2 separate regions of the Drosophila melanogaster genome follow, and region 2 is linked to region 1. A link is a contact called in public HiChIP or PLAC-seq data. All regions are on one chromosome and are shown on one strand. Each heading gives the region's core, a stretch centred on a gene start, on an enhancer-like site or on the middle of the called end of the contact. The rest is flanking DNA. Distances are from core to core; before and after follow the strand shown.

Region 1 (7,591 bases), core at 1,458-3,957:
CAGAATGCATCTTCATAACCATACTTAAAATTTCTTAAACATTGTCTAACATTTAGTTGATAGAACAAAACCCCCAAAATGCAAATAGATATTAAAGATGAAGATATACAAATAAAGCACAAAATTTTGTCGACTCTATTTGCCAAGTGAAAGAGACTGGCTTTCCATTTTATCTGCAATACAATTATGTACGTTTACACACACACATGAAATGGAAATCTACGGGCTGATCTGTGGTGCTGAAATCAGTTAGGTAGCGCTATCGTTGGTGCTGCTGCTGCTGCTGTTGATGCTTAACTATTGCTGGACGTGGGCCCCTCCTCCGTCTGCCCTTACATGTAGATAAAGTTGAATCTGCAGTGAGGAAGCGTATGTATATGTAAGTGGGGCGGCAATCTATAAACTTCGATATGCGTTACGAACTTACCTGCAGAGGGCCTGCGGCAGAGATGAGATAATGGGTCCATATCCTTGCGAGTTGTCGTATAGCTCGAATAATGGCGCAGCAACAAGCTTATAATTTTTGGGTACAGCAAATAGTGCTAGATTACGGAAAACGATAGAGACAGAATTCATGTATGTAGAGATATCAACGAACATTGAAATTCACAGGATATATCATCTAGGGATATTACAATCGGTTGTACAATTTACATATTAAGAATCATTTCGCAGCCGTATGATATAAAGAGTCGTATGCGTTTCGTTTTACATTCATAGTTGGTTACGTTAGACTAATTAATTGGATTCGCTGCGACTTGCAAAGCATGACCGGCACTTTGCTGGCCCAGCGATGTCTCCTAATATCAGTTATGAACATAATTTCAATTTAGAGCAACATTATACATGATAAGTGCGGTTCGAATTGTGCGCTGAAATGCTTCAGCTGGTGGACAACATCAGTTCATTTCAGCGCACAGCGAATGCGTAAGGGCCAAAAAAGGTATAAACAGTATTTGCTTGTGTTTACATAAACGAGTGCTTAATTTAAGGAGCGACTTGCGACCTGACTGCCCAGCATGCGTGCAAATCTGCAAAACACGCGAGATTTGGGCACATGACTGCGACAGCCAGCAACGTTACAATGCTCTTCTGCTGCCTGCCCGATGGATTGGATTGCTTTCGATAAATACACAACAACCTTAAGATGAACGACACATGACACTTCACAAAAGTAAGAATAGAAGCTAGGAAATAAATAAAATATGTAAATAGAAGGATAACATTGCTGCGCTCAGTCTCACAAGTATGTCGACATATTTACAAAATTAAGTACAAGAACAATCTTTGAATTTCGAATGATAAAAATCGGGAAATAACAAAATATGCCAACACTCAGTCCTGAGCAAAAATACAATTTGAATTTGATTTTCGACATGTTGTACAATTGGACTAGAATCAAAACTAACTAAGGAGTCGCCTGCGCCAGCTTTTGCGATCTGTTTGTTTCTTTTCTGTTTGATCTGTTCTGTTTGCTCGATTTGTTGTTCTATGGCATTGCACTCTTGAGATTAGAGTTGGGTAGATACGACACACACGGCGCTAATGGAACTGCTCAGGGTACATCGTAACTGGCGTTCCCGTCCGTATCTAAACAGCATTGAAAAGATATGACATGAGGTTTGTTAGCGTATTCGGTTTTTGGCAAACAAAAACAATCTATAGGTTATATAAAGTACATGGAGAGATGGATATTCTGGATACACGGTGTGCTCGTTATACCTACGCGTAGGGACTTACAAAACGCCCTGCGGATATTTACCCTTTTCATGTAGCTGGACGAGGAAAAGCCGCTTGTGCTCCTTGGGCTTGGTGATGTGCGGCGGAATGTATGGATATTGCGGTGGCTCAAAGTTCGGCCGCCACCAGTTCCCAATCGTGTCCTCAACAATCCACTCCTGCTTTACGCCGTCCTGACGACCCAGCGTCTACGAAATAATAAAAGTAGTGATAGTTAAGATCAAATAACAATATTTAACTATGGCGCCACGTTTGACTTACCTCGGATAGCAATCTCTTGAGGCCCTCGACCTCATCCTCGCCGGCGTTTAGCTCGCCACCGGGCAATTTGAAGAACGTGGTGCCCAGCTGCAGGAGCAAGACATGTGGCAGTCCGTGCTCGTGGACCAGAAGCACTCCCTCGACGGAGCGCCGCATTCCGATCCGGTCGAATTCCTCGCGCATCCGCTGGAATCGGGATGGCACCGACGGATCCTTCTCAAAGAGCGGCTCCTTGGTGCCGAATGTGTAGTTCGTAAGGGGGTATCTGAAACAATCGATCGATCTATGATGTGCGTCTATGAATGAAATGTGTTGTACCCACAAGTTGATGGTGCGATTGATGGTTAGCGCCTGGTTGGTGTACTTCTGGGTACCGTTGTTATTGCTGCTGGCTGCATCCGCTTGGCCTTGGCTTCCGCGGCGCGGCCAACCGGAGCCCGATTTGTTTGAGACTTGCGAGGACGCCATTTTGTTATACACACACCCCTGTGGGAAAATTTGCGGGACAAGCTGGCCGACTTTCTACCAAATCCTTTGGTTGTGCGTTGGAAACTTGTATTCCAATAATATTATAATCCTTAACTGTTTATTTACAAGTTATACTATAAATGTAAACCCGTTTTAAGCCGCTTAATTACACTTTTCTGTCCAGCGCTTGTGCAAAAAAATTAACCGGCTGGACGAGGGCTGCACGTGAATTGATTGATGATGAGCAGAACTGGTTCGTTGAACTAGATTATGGAATTAATCGATTTCGTACTTTGTGTGAAATAAACTTGTAATGACCTTTTGCTTAATATTTATTAAAGATTTATTCAATTTTTTGTTTTATTTTTAAATGCAGTTTTAAATTATTGTTTGTTTACATATGTAACGACAGCCCTGGTGTTTCTTGTCTAATGGCAACGCTCTGAAATTGCGCAGCAACCCCATCTGGCCACACTGACCCATTAGTTTTTTGTTTATGTTGGGTTGTCGGAAAAATCGGCTGTTTTCCGTGTGTCCGTCTGCCATGAAAAGCTGCTAAAAAGCTAAATATAAAAATCAGCGCAGCACACACGTTCCGCTGCCTGCATTGTTTGCCCATTCTAATGGGAAATTATGTGAGTGCGAGTCAGGAAAACGCATCGTGTGTGTATATATACATATATACATAAGTATGTAACTGCGCCCGTTTGTTTGTGTGTGTTTTTGTGTGCATGGTGCAATGGAAAAGTGATTATTATAAATGAAAATCAGTGAAATGTGTAAGTGTGGCACCGCAAACGCTTTGAACTTTTCCATTTTCATGTTTTCACCTTGTCTTCTCTTCTCTTCTTCACCCACCTCCCCCGTAGTCAACCAACTCCCACTTGTGCGTGTGTAGGAAGGCAGAAGGGTGTTTTGCATTCGTGTGCGTGCCAGATAAAAAGACTTTGAATTTCTGGAGGATATTAGTGTCAACTGTGTGGGGTATAATACGCCGTAGGCCCTAATATGCAGGCAAGTCCATTAATTACGCCAAAGGTCACAGGTTAGGCACGCAGCCAGGATCCAAGGAGCAATAATAATGTTGTATGAAGGCGACCTGTAAGCGAGAGCGAGAGAGCTGGTGTTTTGGTGTGAGTGCGTGGTAGAACAAAGAGGACGAAAAACACGGCTAACGAATTCGCCGCACGACACACTCGCCGCATGGCGAATTCAAACGTATCCCAGTGAACGAATGAGAAACAAAAGGATATCTTATTGAAACTGATTAAACTAAAGACTGCCGAATAGTTATATAAAATCCAAAACCATGTCTGCGGCCGAACTCGAGGCGGAGGCTTCAGCCCAGGAGCAACAATCCCAGCAACAACAACAAAATCAATCACAAAGCGAGGAGATAAATACAAACACTGCCATCAATGCAAATGCAACCACAACAAATAGCTACAACAATAATTTAGATACGGAAACCCAGCTTCAGATGCACCAGGATCCGCAGCAGCAGCAGGAACTCGAGGGCAATAGCAACAATGGCATCACAGGACTCGGCCTCAGTCTGATGAACTCCTCACCGCCGCCGCACAGCTACCGACATTCGCGGGCCTATCGCCACTTCAAGAATCCGCCACAGCCCCACATGTGCATCCGCACCACCACGGAGGCGGGCGAGGAGCTCTTCATCAATGTCCTCAGCTGGACGCGCATTGTGATACCGCAGGAGCCCAGCGATCCCATTCCCCTTTACGGAGGCATGCGGGTAAGATTCCTTAGATTAAGTGTCCTCAAACATTCACGTCGGTGTTTCCTTTATTAGTTATTTATGTTAATGTTCTTATTCATTAAGGTACCGCCTGGCAGCCCACGCAGTCCTCCCATTGTCTTTGCCGTAATGGCCAATCCGGAGGTGCTCAAAGACTCCGGACGTCACAGCAAAGATCCTGAGGAGCGACGAGCTATGGTGGAGCTGATGTGCGACTTTGTGGAGGCTATGAATCCAGGCGTGAAATTAGTCAGGTATATAATAACACTATTAGTTTACTGCCCGATTAAAAACAAGAATAAAAATATATGTAATACATCTCCAGAAACGCCGTAATACTCAAGGATCGCGATATCTCCGGCGAGCTGAAGGATGTCTGGAATGCCGTTCAGGCGCAGCGCGATCGCGAGAGGGAGGAGCAGATGATGCAGCAGCGCCAGCAGCAGCACTACCAGAACATCACCACGCAACAGATGTTTCCCAAATCGCCGGATGCATCGCGGGCAGCTAGTGCTGGTGCTGCAGTGAACGAGGCCAGCTCGCCGCCGGCTCACTTGTCTGAGCCGCTGCTGGTAGAGCAGGGAAATGGCAATGGCAATGGCATCACCCTGGCCGTGTTTGCCCAGCAGCTGGACAACAAAGTGGCCAGCGAGCAGGGTGAGCAGCAGGAGCAATCGCCAGTTTCGGAGGATGCTTGCGTGGATCAAACGGATGCAGGCAGCTCGCTGAATGGATCAACAACTGTGCTGGACAATCAGCCGGTGGCAGTGGAGAACGAACCAGAAGTAAAGGTTGCACCACCGGCAGCCACAAATGGTGCTAGCACTCCCACACCCAGCCACGCAACACCCACAGTAACAGCCACAGCCACATCATCGCCCAGTCCAACTCCAACTCCCGTTGTTGCTCCCGTCGTTACAGCAACTCCTCCACCTGCTGCTCCCGCAAAGAAGGAGAAACTGGGCGGCTTCCTGCCCAACGGCTGCATCTTCCCGCGCTTCAAGAACAACAAGCACAAGGACAAGGACAATAGTCACAAGGAGGGCAAGAGCAAAGAGAAGACCCTGCTGAATGCGCTGAAAAAGAGCAAAGAGAAGAAGGTGGCGCCCAGTGAACAGCCGACAGAAAAAGCCGCCGCCTCGGACAACGGAACAACGCAGTACGAGAAGAACTGCATCAACAATCTGGAGTGCGAGGTGCAGAAGCTGGACTTGAACAGCGGCACCAATGGCGACAATAGCATGTTCATCAAGCTGAAAGTTTCGCCGGCCAATGCCACAGCAGCGGCAGCGGCGGCCAAGTAGAGATAATCCTGAATTTACACACAAAAAAAAAATAAATAAAATCTCGTAGGTAAGTGGGAAGTTAGGACGATAGAGAGCCAGAGGAGGCGGCACTCTACCAGTGAACAGTGTCACTGTGTCAGCACTTAGGGCTTAGAGTCGTGGATAGAGTCGTGTAGCATATACAAGATTTATATATACAGATATATATACAAGCATTCACACACCCGTTTTTACACCGTTGGTCAATTTTTTGGATAGCCACTCAGAACCAGGACTAGATGAACTAACAGTTGTGCCATGCTCCAGCTCATAGACATTTATAGACGACAGCGCTTCTCCCAGGATCTTCCCCGGCATTTAACTGACAGAATGATAAACGTATTTACATAGTTCAATATATGTATGATTCGCATACAGTTTGCCTTATATACAACAAGCCCGAGAGAGCGACAAGAACCTAGCAAGAACCAGTTGATAAACACGAGAATAAATGTATTTAAAAACATAATCGTCGAATGAAACTCATGCGCCAAATGAACTTACCAGACTAACTACTAGCTCCATTCCCAAATTGTCACATCATCTCATCGTGAACCATACACCCACCAGGCATTTGCCCATCGATTCATCCATCCATCCATCCATCCATCCATCCATCCATCCATATCCATATCCATATCCGTGCAAAAGTATTAAGAAACTTCGCAGATCCAAGAACCCTAACCCTGGATCGATTGATCTCCACGCTTTGAAGTTGAGGGGCAGTGAAAACAGCGGAGGGAGTTTTAAAGCCGGCTCTTTAGTGCCACGACTAACTTATGTACCTTAGTATAGCCGAATGCGAAAACAGTATACAGATCCGCAATGTCGCTATTATGATTTATATTTTAAAGTTTAACTTTTAGTTTCCCCTTTTGGATACCGAAACGGGGAAACTACATTTCATTCTATTTATTTTCCGTTCGTGCTTGTTGTGTTGTAATTGTGTAATACTACTGTTGGAATTTTTAACTTTTACTGTGTTTATTGTTTGTGCTAACCCAATTCCAATCCCAATCCCTCAACTTCAAACGAAACCATTCACGAATCATATATTATAGAGAGTAAAAAACCACTAGAAATCGAATAAATATTCGGGAAACACCAGTGAAAAATGGTAAAACAAATAGTTTCAACTGCAATATCGGACTGAACAAAGCTGCCATATGAAAAGTATATACATGTAATGACTTTGTATATAAAGTTAGCTACAGATTTCCATAAAAGAAAAAAACGAAATTTCAATTGTGATTCCATCGAAAATCTAATTTTGTTTCCACATCGAAGAATTTAATTGAAGAACTCGAAAACACACACACAACGTATACCGAATAAAATATAATTTTGTTTGCTGGAAAAAACCGCATGTAAGCGGAGAATCCTAACAAAAAGAACTTTTCTTTTTGTTTTTAGTTCATTATATTTTTTTATATAGGTGCCATACAGGAAGCGTGTATGTGAATTAATCAAAATTGATTTCATCCAATTGGTATTAAGATTAAGCCCAGAGTTTCCTTAATTGTGAGTTGAAACGAGTACCGAAAACCCTAAAGTATATATACTAGTTTTTAACTGGTTGTAAATGAGAAATGCTCGTGTAAAATTAGTATTAAATTATAGCACGAACCCAACAACAACAACAACAACAAAAAAGCAACAAACATAACACTACAATTACAAATTAAATTAGTTTAAGACCCAAGTCTTCTAAGCGAAGAGCAAAAAGCAATAATTTTACTTGAAAAGAGAGTGACACGACAAGAAAATTATAATGATAAAAATGCGTGTGTGGCTAGTAACAGCAAAAGGGTGGAAATCTGGAAAACTCACGAACTCAGAGAGATGCAATAATGTTTCCTTGGAAATATCTAGAGTTTTCCGGAGCAGCCCGGAAAAATGTCTACAACAAACAAAAAGCACACACTAGCGGATGAAAAGCCAACAAAACAGAAAAACACACATTTTTATATGTATATGTATGTAATAATAAAAGATCGTATTTGACAAAAGTGTATTTAAAGTTTGCTATTTATTTTGC
Region 2 (7,591 bases), core at 2,765-5,264, 300 kb before region 1:
TAATTTAAATAAAATTCCCCCCTTTTGATTGACCATTAATTAGGTGTAAAAAACCAATATGCGAAACGTGTTTCAATCGTAAATTCTGGTTTACAGTGGTTGCTAGTACAGTAAGAATGCAGTTAAATTTTTAAAATATTTATTATCGTACACGATATACAGACATAGATATATATATATAAATATATATATTATTAGTAAGCCGGCTGAGTGATTTACTGGATATACATTGATTGGTTACTTTAGCTTATATACTTATTAGATTTTCATGTGCAACAGAGTTTTCGTTCATTTGCGTAAACTTGACGGGCTTATGTGATCGATTTGTAGCTTCAAATGTGTATTAATCCAACAGCAAGCGCGGTATGGTTAGGTAAACGTAATTCATATGTATAGTTTCCATTCTAGTACAAAATATTCAACATTTGCGTGTATGCATTAACATGGGGCTTTCATCGAATCTCGAATCAAAATCTACTTCAGCAGTATACAAACATGTGTACATTTGTTTATATCGCATATAAACGCATATCAACCGTGCACGGCAATCCGTAAATCCTGTTGCTGTGCATCGTTAGTAGCTATATTGATTTTTTGCAATACTACGGACCCCGGGAATGGCGGGGTGAGCAGAATCGATAGAACAAGTGGGCAAAGACCGGAGAAAAAATGCACATTAAATGAGAAAATTGAAACGCGTTTCCCATTGTGTTTAGCTCGGTTTTAGGTAGTACATATGTATTCTTAGTTCCTAGAATGAATCGATTTTAGTTATTCAAAAATTGTGTAAATATAATAAAAATTTATATTTCCTTTTCGTAGCTCCCTATGAATTACAGAAACAAAGCCGTCGCCAGCCGCTTTCCACTTTCTGATCTCTTCACTTTCTCGCTATCAAGCAGTCTCACATATTTGCTGTTATTTGTTCTTACTCCTCTCGTCTCGTTTCGTTTCGATCTCATAACTCATTTCTCGGTTCATGGTCGCCCTGGGAAGACCCTGTGACAGGCTCCCCGGACTCCTCTTATATAAGGCGTTGAACATCCGCTCAAGTTGCTGATAAACTGATGTTTGCAAAAAACCGTACCCTTACATATTGAATGCAATGCATTAAAGGAAAAATATTTACTTTGTTTTTACATTTTCTGTATGACTGAGATAAGGGAAGTAATTCAAGAATGTAGAGCCTGCTCCTACTATCTGGGCCCGTATTAAATCCGCTCAGGGGGTTATCGTTTCAATTTAAGAACTGACTTTACTTGACTGCCGTTTGTATCTCTGTGTGTGTGTGTGTGTTTTGTTGGGGAATCGGGGTATAGGGGCATCTCTTTGGATATTAATTATATTGGGTAATATGGTGTGGCTCCCCGCTTTTAAATTACGTGTGCAGCAACCGATCTCGGGCCGACGGCGAGCAGTTTTGTGGAGCTGCAGCCGCACCACCACCACTGCCACCCATGTGGGTGGGTGGTGGTGGTGGCGGCTGCGTTGGCGGCGACCTTAGCGGTATCGAAGGCTGGACAAACCGCACGCGCTCCGCATCCGTGGATGCGGCACTGCTGCTGGCCGCCGCAGCTCCGGCTGCCGCATTGAAGGCCGACGTAAAGGCGGTGGCGGCTCAAAGGGTGTGGTAGTTGCGCTCGTTGCGGGCCTTGTAGAACTTGTAGGCCACTAAGCCGATAGCGAGCAGGCCCAGAGTCAGCACAATGCCGCCAATGAACGAGGATCCATCGAAATGACCGCACGGCACGGGCTTCGGCGCCGGAGTGGTTGATGTGTGTGGCGGCGGCGTAGTTGTGGTCGAGTTCGGAGACGGAGTGGTCGTAGATGTAGTTCCAGGCGTGGTGGTGGTCGTTGCCGGAGTGGTGCTGCTGGTGGTGCTGGCCGGAGTGGTGCTGCTGGTGGTGCTGGCTGGAGTAGTGGAAGTTGTGGTCTTCTCAGTCGATGTGGTAATTGGTGGCGTCGTCGTGGTCTTTTCAGTTGTGGTGCTCGTGGTTGAGGTCGACGGTGGCGTCACAGTAGTGGTGGTGTCCGGCGGAGTGGTGGTGTTCTTGGATTCCTGGGTGGTGGTGTCCGCTGGAGCCGGTGTGGTCACTGCTAAGGCAAATAAAAAGAGTTTATAAATATTAGCTTATGATAAGTTCGTAAAACTATTTCACATCAGATAGACTCAAGTGTAGTAAATATTATAGTAATGAACCCAATGTGTGGTTTTTTTTAATCAACCCTTTTTGATACGTTCATATTTCTTATTTCAGAATGAATACATCGTAAAAAAATAATTTTAAGTAAGAACAGCGCCTATCATAGCTTCAAAAAAACAGGGCTTGTGTGCAGTAATCAGCAACGAATATTATAGATAAAAACTTATGCGTCACTCCAAAGTTAAAAGCAAATAAATTGGTAAGCATGATAAGTTCACAACGACTCTTATTGATCGATTTCCAATATTTCAAAAAGCACAACGAATACACATGTTTTGTAAGAATTGAAAATAAAAATAGTTCCATTGCACATGTAAATGATGTCAAAATTGTCAAACAAAATAGAAAAACGTAACAAAACAAATTGATTTGGTTCGGAAAATAAAGATTACTATATTCAAAATAGGCAGCATTTAGGTGATATTTATTTGTATGCAATAATGGAATTTAAGGAATGGAAATTTAAGAAAGCTGAAAAAGTAAACATTAAATTGTTTGTCAACAAAATATGGTCAAAATCTCTTTAAATCCTAAAATATGTACAAATATTTTCGTATGGTAATTAGGACGTGACGATTTAAATAAATGCTTGCGAACAAAATATGGTTACAGCTCGGTAAATACATATTTACCAAATGTCCACAAATATTAACGTATGGTAATGTGACAATTTACGGACTTTCGTAAATTCCAAGTTTCTTTTGGAAAGCTGTAGATTTGCAGTTCTTATGCGGAGAACATTCCCCCAAAGTCGGAGTAAGAGAAAATGGCCGGAGAATTGATATTCAATATAGGAATTGGCATTTAAAAAACCCCCACATCCACACACACGCACATTCATGCACACACACACCCACATGCCCGCACGGCGCACACACGCGAGGGGTTTGCGCACACGTACGCATGCACATGCAAGCGTGTGTGTGTGTGTGTCCGAGTGCATAATTGAGAAATGAGTGTTCGGCGTGTCTTCAATTCGATTTTAATTCGGTGTAATTTGATCAAAGACTCACCTTCTTCGCACAAATTCGCGGAGAAGAGGCCCACAAAGAGGCACAAGATTAGGAATTTCGCCTGCCGATTCATTGTGGTCGTTAAACGCTGAGTACTCGAACGACAAAGTCAGCAAATCTGCAAGGCAAAGAAAATACGTTTGCGAAGTGGTTGGGGATTAACAGATACCGCTGGAGTCAGTATTGCACAACTGGCGATGTCGCCGAGCTCCGATTTCGCTCACCCACAAATTAAAGCAAGGCGCAATTAAGGAATGAATAACACGACACGAAGACCAGATTCTTTTATGCCAACTCGATACTTCGATGCATCCCGATACATCGACAGCTGAGCCGTGCTCTGCAGCCCTGGCACTCGGCGCTTATCAGTAGGGGGAGACCGTAATGTAGTTGAAACGCCTCGCATTTGGTGCAATATAAAATTATGATCATAAATTTGTCCTTATATTTTACTTGATTTATTACTATAAAATTGTATACCCACCTAGCAATTTATTTGAAATATTTGTAGGTTAAATCTATATAAACATAAGTAATTTTTCACAGCTAAATCTTTCTTGATAACGCAATAACTCATTAATTTAATTTGATCGACTTAAATGTACCATTTATATTATTTTATTTTAGTGAGTATATAGTAGTAGTACAGTATAAATATGAAGTTTTTATAATTATTTATCAAATTAGAGAGTGCCTCTGTTCCAAGTGTAGAATTCAGGTGTGTTGGGGGAATACCCCTAATAAAATTGCTGTATCATCATTATATCTTGTTGCTGCAGAGCGAAGAAGACGTCAGTGTCAGTTTAATTCCGTAATCCAAGAAACGGTAACACTTCACACTTGGTGATTCAGAATTAGTAGATATTTCTTGTCTGTTTATGGCCCCTGTGAAGACAGGACTCGAATTAGCGTAAAGGAACGACCAGGAGAGCACCAAGATGACCTCGTACGTGCGTGCCATGTACGACTTTACCGGGGAGCCGGGCTCCTCGGAGCTCTCCATCGCGACTGGCGACGTGCTCTCGGTGACCCGGAGCGATGTGGGTGAAGGCTGGTGGGAGGGCAAGAATGCCCGTGGCCAGATTGGCCTCTTCCCGGCTGCGTACGTGGAGGTGATGTCGGCGGCCGAAGCCCAGAAGCTGAGCGCCAGTGGAGCGACGTCGGTGCCACAGGTTCCGGATCCCTTCGCCTCGCCCCCTTTGCCGCGTTACGATCAGACGGCGGATGATGATGGCAGCAACTGGGATGATGAGGACGATTGGAGCGACGACAATGACACGTACTCGGAAATTGGTCCAGGTGGCCAGAAGTCTGCGGGACAGTCGGCTCGCGCTGGCGGATTGTCGCATTCCACCAGTGACTACGATAACAAACACCTGCCCATCGCGCCCAACGATGATACCCAATCACTGGCCTCCGTGGCTGGTGGGACTGGTGCTGCTGGCACCGTCAAAAAGGGCATGTTCGCCAAAAGTTCCGATTCATATATACTCGGCTTGTCCAGCACCAAGGAGAAGATACCCGAATGCGAGATGGCCTACATTACACAGGTGGAGGACTCGATCTACCAGTGGACGCAGAACCATTCGCCCTACTCCGTTGTGGTGGCCAGTCCCAAAAAGGAGTCCAAATTCAAGGGGATGAAGACGTTCATTGCCTACCAACTGACGCCTAGCTTCAACAACATATCCGTAAGTTGGCCAACCCTGATATCGCCGTGATTAACAACACAATACGATAAAGCTCCGACCGTTGGCGCATGAGTGTGTAACTACGGGTGCAATATTTTGTTGATAATATGTGTCTGTGCTGTGTTCGCTACCCTCTGCCAAGGGTAATTTGGGCTGGTTCATGTGCTCACGAGCAGATGGAATGGAATAAAGAAAGACCAATCCTTTGTTTATCGAAACTCCGCACTAATTGCCGGCCAACATTTTCCAACTGAGTTGACCTTAAAAGTGACCCTTTTTTGCTGAGAAAATTTAAATGGAGATCATATCCATTTCTTTAATTGGTTTGTTTTATTAAGACTCTGAAAATTGGCTAAATTTATCTTTTTATTTGTTAAAGTTTTAATACTATTCAAAGCTATAGTTCATTTCTTATTAGCTACTTAAATAGTATTTTGATAATTTCGATCAACTTTATTCATTACAATAATGAGAAGCATAAATGCTCGACATTACTTTCGAACTGAAATCAAAGCTCTTTGTAAAGTTCTTTCAGTCCATTAAAATACACATACAAATAGGTAGAGCATTACAGAGTCGTAAAAGCACTTAAAATTCTTCTTTGTGGGGGCAATTCTGACCAACTGGTAGCCAGCGGCACTGCGATGATTGCTTGTGCTTGCGAACCGCCACGGGGAATGACTCAGCAACGAGCTCTGACCCCCCGAGCTCCGGGCTCCTCTTTGCGTGACCCAATCACAATTAATTGGTCATATCTAATCTGGGTTTCCCTTTCGTTAGGTGTCACGTCGCTACAAGCACTTCGACTGGCTGCACGAACGTTTGGTGGACAAGTTTTGCCTGATTCCGGTGCCACCGCTGCCGGACAAGCAGATCTCCGGCCGCTATGAGGAGCAATTCGTGGAGCATCGACGTGTGCAGCTGCAGGAGTTCGTCGACTGGGTGTGCCGCCATCCGGTGATCTCCAAATGCGAGGTCTGGTACCATTTCCTCACTTGCCGCGACGAGAAGATCTGGAAGTCGGGCAAACGCAAGGCGGAACGGGATCCCTACATGGGCGTCAACTACTGCCTGGCCATCTCGCCGCCGGACAAGAACCTGCTGCACTCTAAGGTGGACGCACAGGTGGAGCTGGGCACCCAGTTCATACACAGCATGGACGTGGCAGTACGCAACCTGAACAATATATCCAACGACATGGCCAAGCGCTCCATGTCGCAGAGTAAAAAGGAGTTCCAGCGCATTGGCGACGGACTCTCCGACCTGGCCAAGGCATTGGCCATCGATGAGCGGCGTGCGCCCACCCGAAACGCGGTTCCGCTCTCCGAGAGCGTCGGCCGCATCGGTGGCATCTTTATCGGTATTGGACAGGCCTTTGGCGACCAGCCAAAGCATGATTGGATTCCCCTCTCGGATCGACTTCACATCTACAGGTGGGTTGACGTCTCTATAAGTGATGGGAAGCATAGCACATTTCGTTTCATTCATCAGTAATTGATTAGCTGACTGAAAATGGGAATTCCACGACATGTGTCATTTCTATACTAGAAGTTACAATAGGCACATACATATATGGCTGAATTACTCACAATTAAAAATTTTCGATAGATTACTTTCTTGTAAATTGTTTTTAAGGTATCAAGTTTATTTATAAAGAACTCAAATTGTTTACTTTTAAGCAATGAATCAATGTATAGTTTCGCGAGAAAAATCGATTGTTGGCCAATAGTTTATTTTAGATTATTGTGGTTCTTACGCTGACTGACCTTTAGTTTAACAAGAAATATATACATAGATATACATATGTATAATATATATATAACTTCTAGAGAATGTGGTAACTTTCCGTCGCTATTTGTTTATAGAACGATCTAGAAGCATTATCTAATTCTTACTTTCACTTTTCCAAATAGGGGCGTTCTCAACTGCTTTCCGGACATCTTCTCCACGCACAAGGGTGCCATACAGAAGCGAAAGGACTGCGAGAAATTGGCCGGCGAGGGCAGGATGAATAATCCCCAGTTGCACGACGTTAACCGGCGCACAGATGTCGTCTCCTACACGGTGCTGGCCGAGCTGACCCACTTCAAGAGCGAGCGGGATACGCATTTGAAGCATACGCTTAAGAATTTCATTGCCGAACAGATTAAGTTTTACCAGGGCGTGGTGGCGCGCCTGCAGGAGGCCAGCCGTCAGATTGAGTAGATTGGCCCTTGGCCCATGGCGACGACGACTCATCGCTGAAGAGATCGACGGCTGGGAGCACAAAGAAACCGCACCGGGCACACACTTCCACACAGAGATACATAGCTGAAAACATTCGCACGCGCGCATTTCAAATGCCTTCGAAAGGAACTCTTACTTTAAGCGTGGTTCTAACTAAATGTTAAACAGAAAAAATATTACATAATGTTGTTTGTAAGTGAAAAGTTGCGTATTTATACAGAAATTAACTTTTATATGCCTATTATACACTGAACTTGAGATGCAAATATAACTATATTTATACAGAACCACTTGTGCAAGTGCATCATCTGCATCATAATCATCATATTTGGATGATCCAACCAAACCCGCTGAATTAAAAGTCTCGGTGGCGATTTGCTATTCTGTTGCCTTTATCAGCGAAATTCTCTAAAAGGGTTCTCTTTATTTTTCCATTTTCATGTTCATGCTTTTGCTT

Evidence for each region. HiChIP or PLAC-seq counts read pairs in DNA pulled down with a chosen protein or histone mark.
Region 2: an H3K27ac HiChIP or PLAC-seq map of the Kc167 cell line shows a contact between it and region 1, with 2.7 times the contacts expected there. The contact joins the promoter of SH3PX1 here to the promoter of Cpsf5 in region 1. A contact is called at or near these places in 2 of 107 Hi-C or Micro-C datasets (the Clone 8 cell line and the ML-DmBG3-c2 cell line) and 1 of 6 datasets of contacts at active chromatin or transcription factors (the Kc167 cell line).

The regions. Positions count from the first base shown.
Region 1 is chr3L:9,406,154-9,413,744 of dm6, reverse strand. It overlaps Cpsf5 (Cleavage and polyadenylation specific factor 5), which reads right to left and starts at 2,707. Exons shown (of 5, transcript NM_001043132.3): 1 at 2,324-2,707; 2 at 2,002-2,266; 3 at 1,763-1,928; 4 at 428-542; 5 at 1-354. The coding sequence starts at 2,469. The coding sequence ends at 333. CG4022 reads left to right here and starts at 2,913. Exons shown (of 4, transcript NM_001259768.2): 1 at 2,913-3,104; 2 at 3,339-4,225; 3 at 4,313-4,482; 4 at 4,554-7,566. The coding sequence starts at 3,779. The coding sequence ends at 5,532. Cpr67B (Cuticular protein 67B) reads right to left here. Exons shown (of 2, transcript NM_140049.3): 2 at 7,571-7,591. It overlaps Atat (alpha-tubulin acetylase), which reads left to right. Exons shown (of 7, transcript NM_140053.2): 7 at 1-149.
Region 2 is chr3L:9,710,250-9,717,840 of dm6, reverse strand. SH3PX1 (SH3 and PX domain containing 1) reads left to right here and starts at 4,014. Exons shown (of 3, transcript NM_140091.4): 1 at 4,014-4,908; 2 at 5,689-6,341; 3 at 6,822-7,419. The coding sequence starts at 4,156. The coding sequence ends at 7,113. vsg (visgun) reads right to left here and starts at 3,517. Exons shown (of 3, transcript NM_168364.2): 1 at 3,442-3,517; 2 at 3,218-3,335; 3 at 125-2,094. The coding sequence starts at 3,290. The coding sequence ends at 1,619. CG16711 reads right to left here. Exons shown (of 2, transcript NM_168361.2): 2 at 7,512-7,591. CG18178 reads left to right here. Exons shown (of 2, transcript NM_140093.2): 2 at 1-55. It also overlaps sncRNA:838.